Regions from separate parts of the Sus scrofa genome. Here region 2 is linked to region 1. The links are chromatin contacts, called in public Hi-C maps. All regions are on one chromosome and are shown on one strand. Each heading gives the region's core, a stretch centred on a gene start, on an enhancer-like site or on the middle of the called end of the contact. The rest is flanking DNA. Distances are from core to core; before and after follow the strand shown. Region 1 has its middle 110 kb from the start of TRNAR-UCG. Region 2 overlaps LOC102160872 (a long non-coding RNA gene).

The links. Hi-C and Micro-C count contacts between places; a contact is called where the count stands out from the background.
Region 2: a Hi-C map of heart right ventricle shows a contact between it and region 1, with 2.1 times the contacts expected there. The contact joins two enhancer-like sites. A contact is called at or near these places in 3 of 47 Hi-C or Micro-C datasets (embryonic fibroblasts and heart right ventricle).

Annotation. Positions count from the first base shown.
Region 1 is chr2:83,143,538-83,148,620 of Sscrofa11.1, forward strand. No RefSeq gene overlaps it. Among named protein-coding and RNA genes, the nearest start is that of TRNAR-UCG, 110 kb to the right of the region's middle. Within about 2 kb of position 1,369, at least 1 of the 83 cell types and tissues checked has an H3K27ac peak or open chromatin away from gene starts, as enhancers often do.
Region 2 is chr2:83,318,520-83,323,679 of Sscrofa11.1, forward strand. All of the region lies in intron 3 of LOC102160872 (a long non-coding RNA gene), which reads left to right. Among named protein-coding and RNA genes, the nearest start is that of TRNAR-UCG, 67 kb to the left of the region's middle. Within about 2 kb of position 2,597, at least 6 of the 83 cell types and tissues checked have an H3K27ac peak or open chromatin away from gene starts, as enhancers often do.

The sequences.
Region 1 (5,083 bases), core at 119-2,618:
GAAGGCAAATTAGCTTTTTGTAGGGCACTTTGACAGAGTCTACTGATACTAATTCCCCTTGAGGTACTGATCCTGGAGAGAGAATGCATAGGCACTCAAAGAGGCATGAGGAAGGATGTTCACTGAGCAGGCCAAAAACTTGGATACAGTTCACATGTCTACTAATGATGGCGTAGGTCAGTACATGGGGTATTTAGCAGTGAAACATCATGAGGCAAACCTACGTCATTGCCATGGAATAATCTCCAGAGAAGCTGTTGAGTGAAAAAGAAAAGCTGCAGACCGTAAAATCACTATAATGCCGTTCATTTTTAAAATGATGTGGAGGAGTATTGGTGCGTGCACTCAAAGTATGGACAAAGCATCTGGATAGAGACAAACTATACACAGGGATTATCTCTGGGGAGTGGAGAGGTATCTATGGGAGAGGAGGGTATGTGTTAAAGACGTATTTACATTTCAGTCTACATAGTTTTGGCTTGAAATAATGCCCTTTGCAGCAATATGGATGGACCTAGAAATTATCATACTAAGTCAGACAAATATGCTGTCACTTAATATGTAGAATCTTAAAAAAAAAATACAAATGAACTTATTTGCAGAAGGAAACAGACTCACAGACTTTGAAAACAAACTTAGAATTACCAAAAGGGACTGATGAGGGGAGAGGAACGGGTCAGGGGTTTGGGATTGGCATATGCTCCCTATTGTATAAGGAATAGATGGGCCACTGGGACCTGCTGTATAGCACAGGGAACTCTCCCCAATATTTCTGTGATAACCTATATGGGAAAAGAATCTAAAGGATGGATGGGTGTATATGTATAACTGAATCACTTTGTTGTACAGCAGAAATTGTCACAACGTTGTAAATCAATGCTACTTCAGTAAACTTCAGCTACTCAAATTTGGGAACAAAAATTTTAAAGTATGTATGCTCCATCAATATTGCAGAACACTATAGGATTATTGAAATACGTGAAAATATGTTGTATAATGTGATTTGGTAAAAAATTGCCAATTAAGTGGGAAAATCAAGTTTCAAAGCAATATATACTATACATATATTGCTTTATAAAAGTTAGCATATACATAGCATAAACACATACATAGACATAAGTAAATACTAGGGAAGAAACACTCCAAATATTATCTCTGGATGATATTATGGGTATTTAAAAAAATATATTTCCTCCCTAGCCTTGTAGCCCTTAACTTTTGCCACAATAATGAGGTGTAACCAACCACACCAAAATTTGGTACCTTAGGACAACACTCTTTTCCTTAAAGCTGTGTGTCTGGGTCAAATGAACCAGGCAGAACTCAGCCTGGCTGGCAGGGGCTTCATGTTGCAGCCTGCGTCCAGGTCTGCTCTACGCATTTCCCTGTCCCTGGACGGCAGCCTAACCAGGGCATATCTTCTCCTGGTGATGACAGAAGGGCAAGGGAGCAAGTGGAAACACGTGCTCTCTCTTCAGGCTTTGGAATTGGCGCGCTGTCCGTTCTGCCCACAAGGCCAAGCCTAAACCACTCGTGGCGGGAGTGGGGGGGAGAGACTTTGTTCCTAGGGGAAGGATCTGCAAAGTCATTGCCAAGGGCAAGGACACAAGCAGGGGTAAAGTACAATAATTCTAATGCCATCTAGCACAACTGAGAGGCTTTCTAACTTCCCCCAGTGTGAATGTACATATACTACCTGTGATATATAAACATCATATTATTGGGCAACTGCTCAGAGAGTGGGTAGTAAAACAAGCAGTTGGGAGCTGAAGAACTCGGTTTAGGGCTTCTCTGACCTGTTGGATCATCTCATTTCACCCTGTCAGTCAGTGGTTCCCCCCGTGCCTTTGGGACATGCCTGAGAATAACTTCTGTTTAGACAACCGTGCAGGCCTCATCTTTTCTTACCAAACCTCTGTGTTCAGAGAGTTCATGTACCTTGGGAGAAAAAGGGTGAATGCTACATGACTTTCTGAGGAATTGAAAACCATGACCAAGAAAGGCATCCAGTCACTGTGCTGTAAGGTGACCAAATGGCAAATTTTCCAGAAGTCCTTTTTATAGTGTTTGGAAAATCTCAAATGAAACAACCAAATGCCTGATTTTCCAATCATGTTTTCTGGCTTCATCATGTGGCAGCAATGGCAGCCAGCAGACCACGGCCTCAAGGTACATGGCAAGGACAATTGATTGTCTCAAGTTATTGCTTCTTCCATGTCATACTGCACCAAAAATATACAATTAGAGGAATAAGAAATGATAAAAGCTCACCCACACTGCCCTCCTTGCTATCATAACTGTGCCCCAAAAGAGAATGCCACTTTTAGTTGTTTGAGACAGAAATAACCCCTCTAATTCCCCTCTGCCTACCCCAAGCTAAACTTCTGGCTCAGTTCCCCTGAGAGAAGCCTTTCAGGTGTGCAATAAATCTTCCACCAGCCTATCTTAAACCCCTTAAAGAAAAGGCATTTAACCCCATTTGTGGGGTGTTGGAGTGTGTGTGTGTACTTGTGTGTGAAGAAAATTTTTTTATGATGTAAATATTTATGGACATTTTAACCTTGCCCTCTAATCTTAGATGCGTCATGGCCAAATTTTCCTCTAAGTGCTTTCTTCGTAGATCACTTGGTGTCCCTTCCTTTTTTATTCTAATCTATCCGTCTCTTCCTTCTCACTCAGGTGCCCAGAGTGGAGGGTAGGATTATCTAGATCTTGCTGCCAGATTGTTTCCGGGCCCCACCTACTTTCATCGATATCAGAAATGAACCTGAAATCTTTAGGGGTTCAGGTCTCGCTACTTCACATAGACTCAAGGACACATTTAGCTCCAAAGACACATTTCCATGCTGAGTGGTCAGGCAAAAACATAAAAACCCTTCAGGCTTTTCCACCCAGAGGCTTCCATAGGCTTTATTGTTTGAGGAATCTGTCTGCACCCTTGTGCCTGCGGTTGAAGGGAGAGGAAGCACATGACAAAGGCTACACATTTCTCGGCTGCTTTGTCCCCAAATCTGTCCAGAGGTAATTAACCACACAGTTCTCGAAGGTTTGCATCTGATTAACTGCACATCTATACCTTACCTTAAAATATTTAGGGGAGGGAAAGACTTTTGGAGACAGTGCTTGGGAGAGAAATCGCCTGCCCTCTGCCCCTGCCTGCCACCACACCCTCCCCAAGCTACGCTGCGGCTCACCTTTTGTAGTTTGGTTCCCCTGGGAGGATCCACTGAGGCCTTTGAGAGGTGCAGGCTGTGCCCACCCCCAGCTGCCATCCCATCTCCCTTTGCAGGTGTATCAGACATACCCTGGGGATGTTTCTCTGAGGGAGGAACACAGTTCTCTAAGACACTCAGTGGCTCCCTTGATGATGGTGTTCAGGTCTGAATATGTATTCCCTTCAGAACTGCTCAAGATGGCCAGACAGCAGAGGCTGGAAGGGGCTGCTGAACCTGATAGAGACCCATCAGGGGGCTTTCTAGTGTGGGAAGTGATGATGCTGAAAAGAATGAATGAGCCCTACCTGATCTGGTACTTCTCAACAAAAGAAAGAAAAATGCTTTCTGGAATCCTGAAAACACAATGGAGAGGGTCTAGGAGAGGCCAGTTCTTCAGGATGTATATTTTGAAGTTGGCACTGCGTCACCTAGAGCGCCTCTTCTGGTTCTCTGCTTTTGGAAGACATCATTTGGGGATGGGGGTGGTTGTCCACTTTTTTCCCCATGATAGTTAATGCCAATAAAGATTCTGGAAATTTATTTAAAGCTAAGGGAATGTTCCATAGTGCAGAAAATGCAGTAGCTTGAAGAGGAAGCATTGGTTAAAAACAACCAAGTAGTGCTTGACTAGAAGGGTCCATCTTTCTGGGCTGGGATTGTGGAATGAACACACTACATCCACCACTCTACCCAAGCTGGGTGCAAAGCATGTCAGATGCTTTGGAGATGGCCTAACCACAAGGTCGGTAAAATTTAGATTTCATTTGGGCAGGAAAGGGGCCAGCTGGCAGTATTTCTAAAGGATTAAGGGATTTGGAATGAAAATAGAGGGGGAAAATCTGTTAGTCCCTTCTAGGCACTCAGAAGAGGAGCTTTTCTGGAGGAGCAATAGGTATTTATTTCTGAGTTCCCTCTTTGCCCGGGCAGTGAGGCCAACTTCCCATAAAGAAAGACTGAGGGGAGCTGGGGCATAGCATTTCTAAAAGTGTGCTCTGAGGAATACAAGGTCTATAGAATTGCCATTGTAATAGAGATTCTGTGATCTCGTTAGCTTGGAAACACTGATTTAAACAACCTTAAAACTTTTCCTTGCTAGAATGTCATTGAACATAAGAGCAATTCTGTGGTCGTACAAACTTGGAAAATGTGATTTAAGTAACCTTAAAATCTTTCCTTGCTGCATGTCTTCTCAGAGCCTTTGAAATTCTGTGGGGTGCTGTTGAGCCTCCAGGCAAAAGTGGGAATGGAGAGTGGGGGGCTTGGCTGGAGAGCAGTTTATAACACTCAGCCTGCTTCACAAACTTCTCATCATAAAGCCCCCTTCTGCTGTCCTGTCCTGGAAAACCTTTAGAACCAGTGATCGATGAAATAGTCTGTGACTCATGCTGCTCATGTGGGGAAAGCCCAAGATTGGGAATTAGTTTCTCAAGGTTCCATTAATATAACGAAGACTCATACTTGAGGCATTTATTTCTTCTCTCTGAGCTTCAGTTTTCTCATCTGCAGTAACAGTGAGTCAAATGGTTCTAGAATCTCATGCTTCCTGTATGTATGCTTTCTCATATTTATCTCTTTCTGACCCCAAATGTGTTCTGAGGATTCTGTTAAGGGAGAGTCAGCCCACCACCAGTCGAAGACCTCCCAAGATGAACAAACAGTGCTATCCCTAGTTTTGTGTCTCACCTAGGTATTTATAGAACCAGGAAGATTTGTGTTAAACCAACATGTCACTAGCCAAGCCTTCCTGGAAAGAACAGTTTATACTGTTGAATGCTCTCTTGACAGATTTCTCACAAAGACCATGAATCATGCTTGAACTTCAAGTCCATTGCAAAACTTATCACATTTTCCACCAGGGCTAAGGAGAA
Region 2 (5,160 bases), core at 1,347-3,846, 180 kb after region 1:
TGCGGGAGCATAACTCTCCCTCTCTTCCCACCTTTCTGTGTCTCCTGGCTCAGCTTCACCTCAGTAAATTCATTACTTATTTTATCGTCTGAAGCCAGAGAGTGGATGAGTTAGATCAACTCCTGTGTCCTAACAGATTGAGAGCAGAGGGTGTGGATGAAGAGAGTAAATCTTAGGTTCTCAACGCTGGCTGAGCCTTAGAATCACCCGGAGAGCACTTAAACCCCCCTTTCCCAGCTGGAGCTCCAAACACTGATTGAAAAGGGGCGGTGGAGGCTCAGGCAATGGTAGCTTTTAAAACTCCCCAGGCAACACCACCATGCACCCCGGGTTGAAGACCCACGAAGTAGCTTCTCACCTCAAGCACTGAAGTAGCAACCCAGAAAGACTGGGTCTCTGCCCCCAAGTGCAGCCCAGCCCACGTGGCCCTCATTAATGGAGAAGCTTCAAGAAATGAAGGGATCCAGCCCAGCCTTGACCCCAAGGCTGTCAAGGGGGAGGGTCCCTTAGGCCAGTTGTGGTCCCATTGGAAGCAGGAAGTCTATAGAGACTGCCTTCTAGGTTGGGGACTGGGGTGAAAAAGGGAGCGTGGAACTGGTGATGCAAGAAAAGAGAGGCCCAAGGGTTTGTGTCCCAAAAGCAAACATAGAGTGGATGTCACGGAGTTTGAATCTGGAGCCAGGACTCTGTGCAGTGACAAGAGGGCCTTGTGCTGTGGCTCTTCCCTCGTGTCCTAGGACCACTACTAAATGAGCGGCAGATCACAAGTCCCAAGGGTACAGTAATGGTGGTTGTCTTTCCTATCTAGAAAAGAATCCTAGGGACATTATTTCCTGTTCAATGGTGATGTTTTTGCACATGGTTCTACTAGGACATCAGTTGCAAGCTGTTTCTCTCTTCTGCGTGTTGAGTAGGGTATGTCTTTGTCACTTACAGTGCCATTTCTGGGGCCTGCCTCACCCAGCTGGGCTTATGCTCCCCACACTTTGGTGTCTGTGAGGGCTGGCTCTGCTTGAAGCATGGTCACCCAGGCTAGGAGAGTATAAGGGTGAAGGTGATGTATGCCAGGCGGGCTCAATCATTTGGTGTGGGGTCTGAGTCTTGCCTCTGAGATGCACTTTCTCCTGCTGCTGTGAGATCTACATTTACACGTAAGCAATGAAGGCCTCGGATGTGAGAGGAGCCATGGGTAGAGGTCTGGGAACTGCAGCCTTTCTTTCTGAATCACATTCTTGGAAAATAAAACCGTACTGGCTGTTAAGTGCTCAAAGAAGGATTCCCGAGGAAGCACCTAATCGCACTGCTTTTGTCAACCAGACTTAAATCCTTGTGCCTCTGGAGCCGTGGGAATGAGGGGAGAGTGTCCACTGCTCCCTGGCCCCTGAAGAGAAGCAATAGCCCAACTGGGGTAGATGGAGAGGAGGAACTGCATTTCTTATCTGCTTCTATTTTGTTTCTGGGGGTAGTTCCTTCTACTTTAGTTGGATTGAAAATTTCCTGAAGCTAGAGATACTTTTGCCACCCACCCTATCAAGGGCAGTCTGTCTCAGATGGAACCACCCCAGAGAACTGGGTCTAAGGCCTCCTGGCTGCCCTCTGTGTCACAGGGAGAGGGGCCGACCCGCTCACTGGAGCCCTTCAGTTCTCCCAGAGGCCATCAATGGCCTCTGTCCTGACTGCAGGTGGGGTTGGAGGCCAGAATGAGCTAGCAAGGGACACCGGGGGCCCAGCAGCTGCTTCCATCAGCAGGTTCTCCGTCTAGACCATGACTTTAAAGAAGGGGCCCTTCCAGAAACCAGTTGGAGAGACACTCGGGAACAAATCAAAGCTATCTAAGAGTAGGGGTACAGCTTTGAAACCGCCAGCAGCTGCTTTTCTGAAGGAAATAGAATTGGTTTGGCTAAATTGCCAGCCTCCTGTTGGCCATTCTTCACTACCAGTCAGTGACCATAACTTCAGAAGGGAGAGAAGAGTGGTGGAAACGATAGCTCTGGAGAGGGTGTGGGCCTAGAGGGTGGGACCAGGGGTAGAAGGCCACTCTCTCCTGCATTCCTACTTCCTGTAGTCAGAGAGGTTCAGGCTGTACTCTGTCCAGCTGCACGGCTTCAGAGTCTGGCCTGGAAAGATTGCCTTTGTCTAGTTCATATCTTTGTTCGGATCTCAGCTCAGTCCCTAAGTTCTCAAGAAACCTGCCCCAATATCCCTGATTATATTCAGTTTCTCTATTTAGGCTCCCAGAACCCCAGGCACCTGTCCATGAGCGCTCAAACCACAGGGATCATTTCCTTTCCTGTTTACCTCCCTCAATAGGCTGAAGTCCCCGAAGCAGGTCCTGTGTCTGCTCTGCTTACAGTTCTACCCCATCACCTTACACCATGTCCAGCACATGGCAGGTACCCAACACTTTCCAACTTACTGCTTAGGATAAGCTTTCTGTGCACACCTACACTTCATGAAGTCTTTGTCCCTTAAAAATGACTGCAAGCTGGATAGTGCTGGTGCCCATCACCACCCCCCCTCCCAAACATGCCCACACATAACAGGTTGTGAGCACTAACGTCCCTGCTGCGGTTGAGTACGAGTTATAAATAGAGCCACAGCCAATGCCTTGGAACATTGTGCCAGGAAACCAGCCAGCCTTCACCCATTTAACCTTCCACTACTATTCTAAGCCCCAGAGTCAGCCCATAATACGTTTGGGCCACAACGCATTAGAATAGAGACGTAGAGAAGGAATGACCTCTGGGACATGGAAAGAGATATGAAACCACAGGATTGTGCTTTGGGGAGGCCACGTATTAGAATAAATCCTTAAGGATCTAATCTCATCCTTGGAAACACTGTTACCAAACCATCTAGGCCTCTGACAAATGCTGGCTCCACCCCCACTTATTACAGCTGTCCACTGGCCAACAGTTAAGAGCAGCAGGGTTCTGTGCATTGGGTATCATTAGGTTAAAGGCACAGGCAGGCAAACAGATGCACTTGGAGATGGCCACAGTTTTCAGGCAGTGGAACCTCATGGAACGGACTCCACTCAGACCCTCCCAGGAGGGAAAAGGCTACAAAAATGCCATTAGTAGCTCAATGCCATTATGTTGCTGATGGAGTAGGCAGCAGGTCCAGAGAGGATTTGGAGGACTGGAAAAGCAGACTCCAGTCATACAGACCAGAGTATGTACTGGCACCACAAATCACACACTAACTCAGGCAATTAACTTTCTACTTTCTGTTTTCCTCATGCAAAAGAGGAATAAAAGAGCTGCCATGAGAATTTGTGAAGTAATTTGTGTAAAGTAGTTTGCCTAGACCTAGTGCTCAATAAATATTAGATATTAATATTAAGGATGAGGCACAGGTTGGAAAAGAAAGTCTATACATTTCTAAAGACCCAAATTAGCCCTTTTCCAAGTGATTTCCTAACTGAGGTACTGTACTCTTACGTATCTCCTTTTATTAAAACATCTTCCCTAAAATAGGCTCACCACTGCTGCACTCTGGTCCCTGCCTGCTTTCTTTCAGGTTCCCTGGTAAATGAGGTCTGGTTGCATGTTTTCAAAGCTGATTTTTTTTTGCTTTGAAATTACGCGTTTAAAAGAATTATTGGAAGGAACATTTGGGGGTAGTTTGGATACCATGAGTCAGGAGAAATTTGAGTTTACAGGATTATCGTCTTTTTTGTGTTGTTGAAAATTCCAGCAATTCATGAAAAAGTCTCTTTAAAGGTATGTTCAGGTCTGGAGAGACTAAAGCATAGTTTTCTTTAAATGATACGTCTTTTAGGACATTCCTTAAATGATTTGCTTTGTTTGAGGCTCTTTTAAGAAACCACATGTAATTATGTTCAAGTATTCAGAAGGTTAAGCCTCAAACTAGCAAATGCCAAGAAATTCGAAGTTCTGATTGCCACCCCATCCCTAATTCAGCAAGCGGGCCTTTGTTGCTCTCCTAAAGAGTGATGCCTTCAGAAAAGAATGTGAGCTGCAGAGTCCATGGCTTCTGGCTTCTCTCTGTAGCATTCCTTTCCATTATTTGGGCGGGTCTTTTGATATTAATCAATTCTAGTGTTTATAAACAATCTTGTCTAGGGAGAAAAGCATATACAGACTTTAAGGCCATCACTATGTGCTAATGATGGGGTGTTGTGAAACATTTTTCAGAGTCTAAGGATGAGTCAGATCTGGAAAATTCTAAAACCCAGTTCTCAATGGTTTATTCCTTATTTTGACTAACTCACTTCTCACATGTGTGTCCATGCCTCCTGCATGCCAGAAATATTGCTCTTACTAATCTCAAATAAGATCTCCATTGAATTCAGTATTCTAATTCATTCAGACTATTATGACCTTAGTTTTTTTTTTCTCCCTGTATCTGCTTAAATTATCACCAGTGTATAAAGCCTAAGCTGAAAGAAATAAGGTCATGCCTACAGGAAATCAGATTTCACACAATTGTGATTTGCAATTAAAGACAAAAATGTGTAACTATCCTACCACCAGTCTCTACACTGGATCCTCTTGAGCTTTTGGTGCTCAGAGAATTCCCGATGAATACCTATAATGTGAGTGGAAAAGCAAAGAATGGCTCAGGGAAAAAAGAGCGCCAGCCAGCCAGCCAGCCAGTAAATAGTGATGTCTAGTCTGAACCAGGTCTAATTCTAGGTGCTGAGGATACAGACGATGCTTGCCTGCATGTGGCTCATGTTGTGCTATGGTAACAGACAATAATGTGTAGTGTTTGGTGTCATCATGTAAAGTGGCAATGATGCAGAGGAAACAATACAATGAGGAAGAAGGAAAATCTTTTCTGAAAGCACAGGATAGGTGACTACAATTTATACAGAGAAGGTCAAGGTAGCCCTGCTAGTAGTTGTGCAAAGACCAAAGAACTGATTAGTGATCCATGTGGATATCTGAAGAAAAAAAGCATTCACAGCAGCTATGGACACCTGCAAAAAAGAGGTCAGCTTGGCCGGAGTGAGGCAGAGGGCAGAATGGCAGCAGTTAAGCACAGAGAGAAAGGTGAGGCAGTTGAAATCGTACCATGGGCCATTTGTAAGGACTTGGGCTTTTATTCCAAGTGAGAGAAAGCCATTGCTGTGTTGTGAGCAGGGGGTGGCAGGACCCAGTTTTTGCTTTAATCAGATCCCTTTGGATGCTG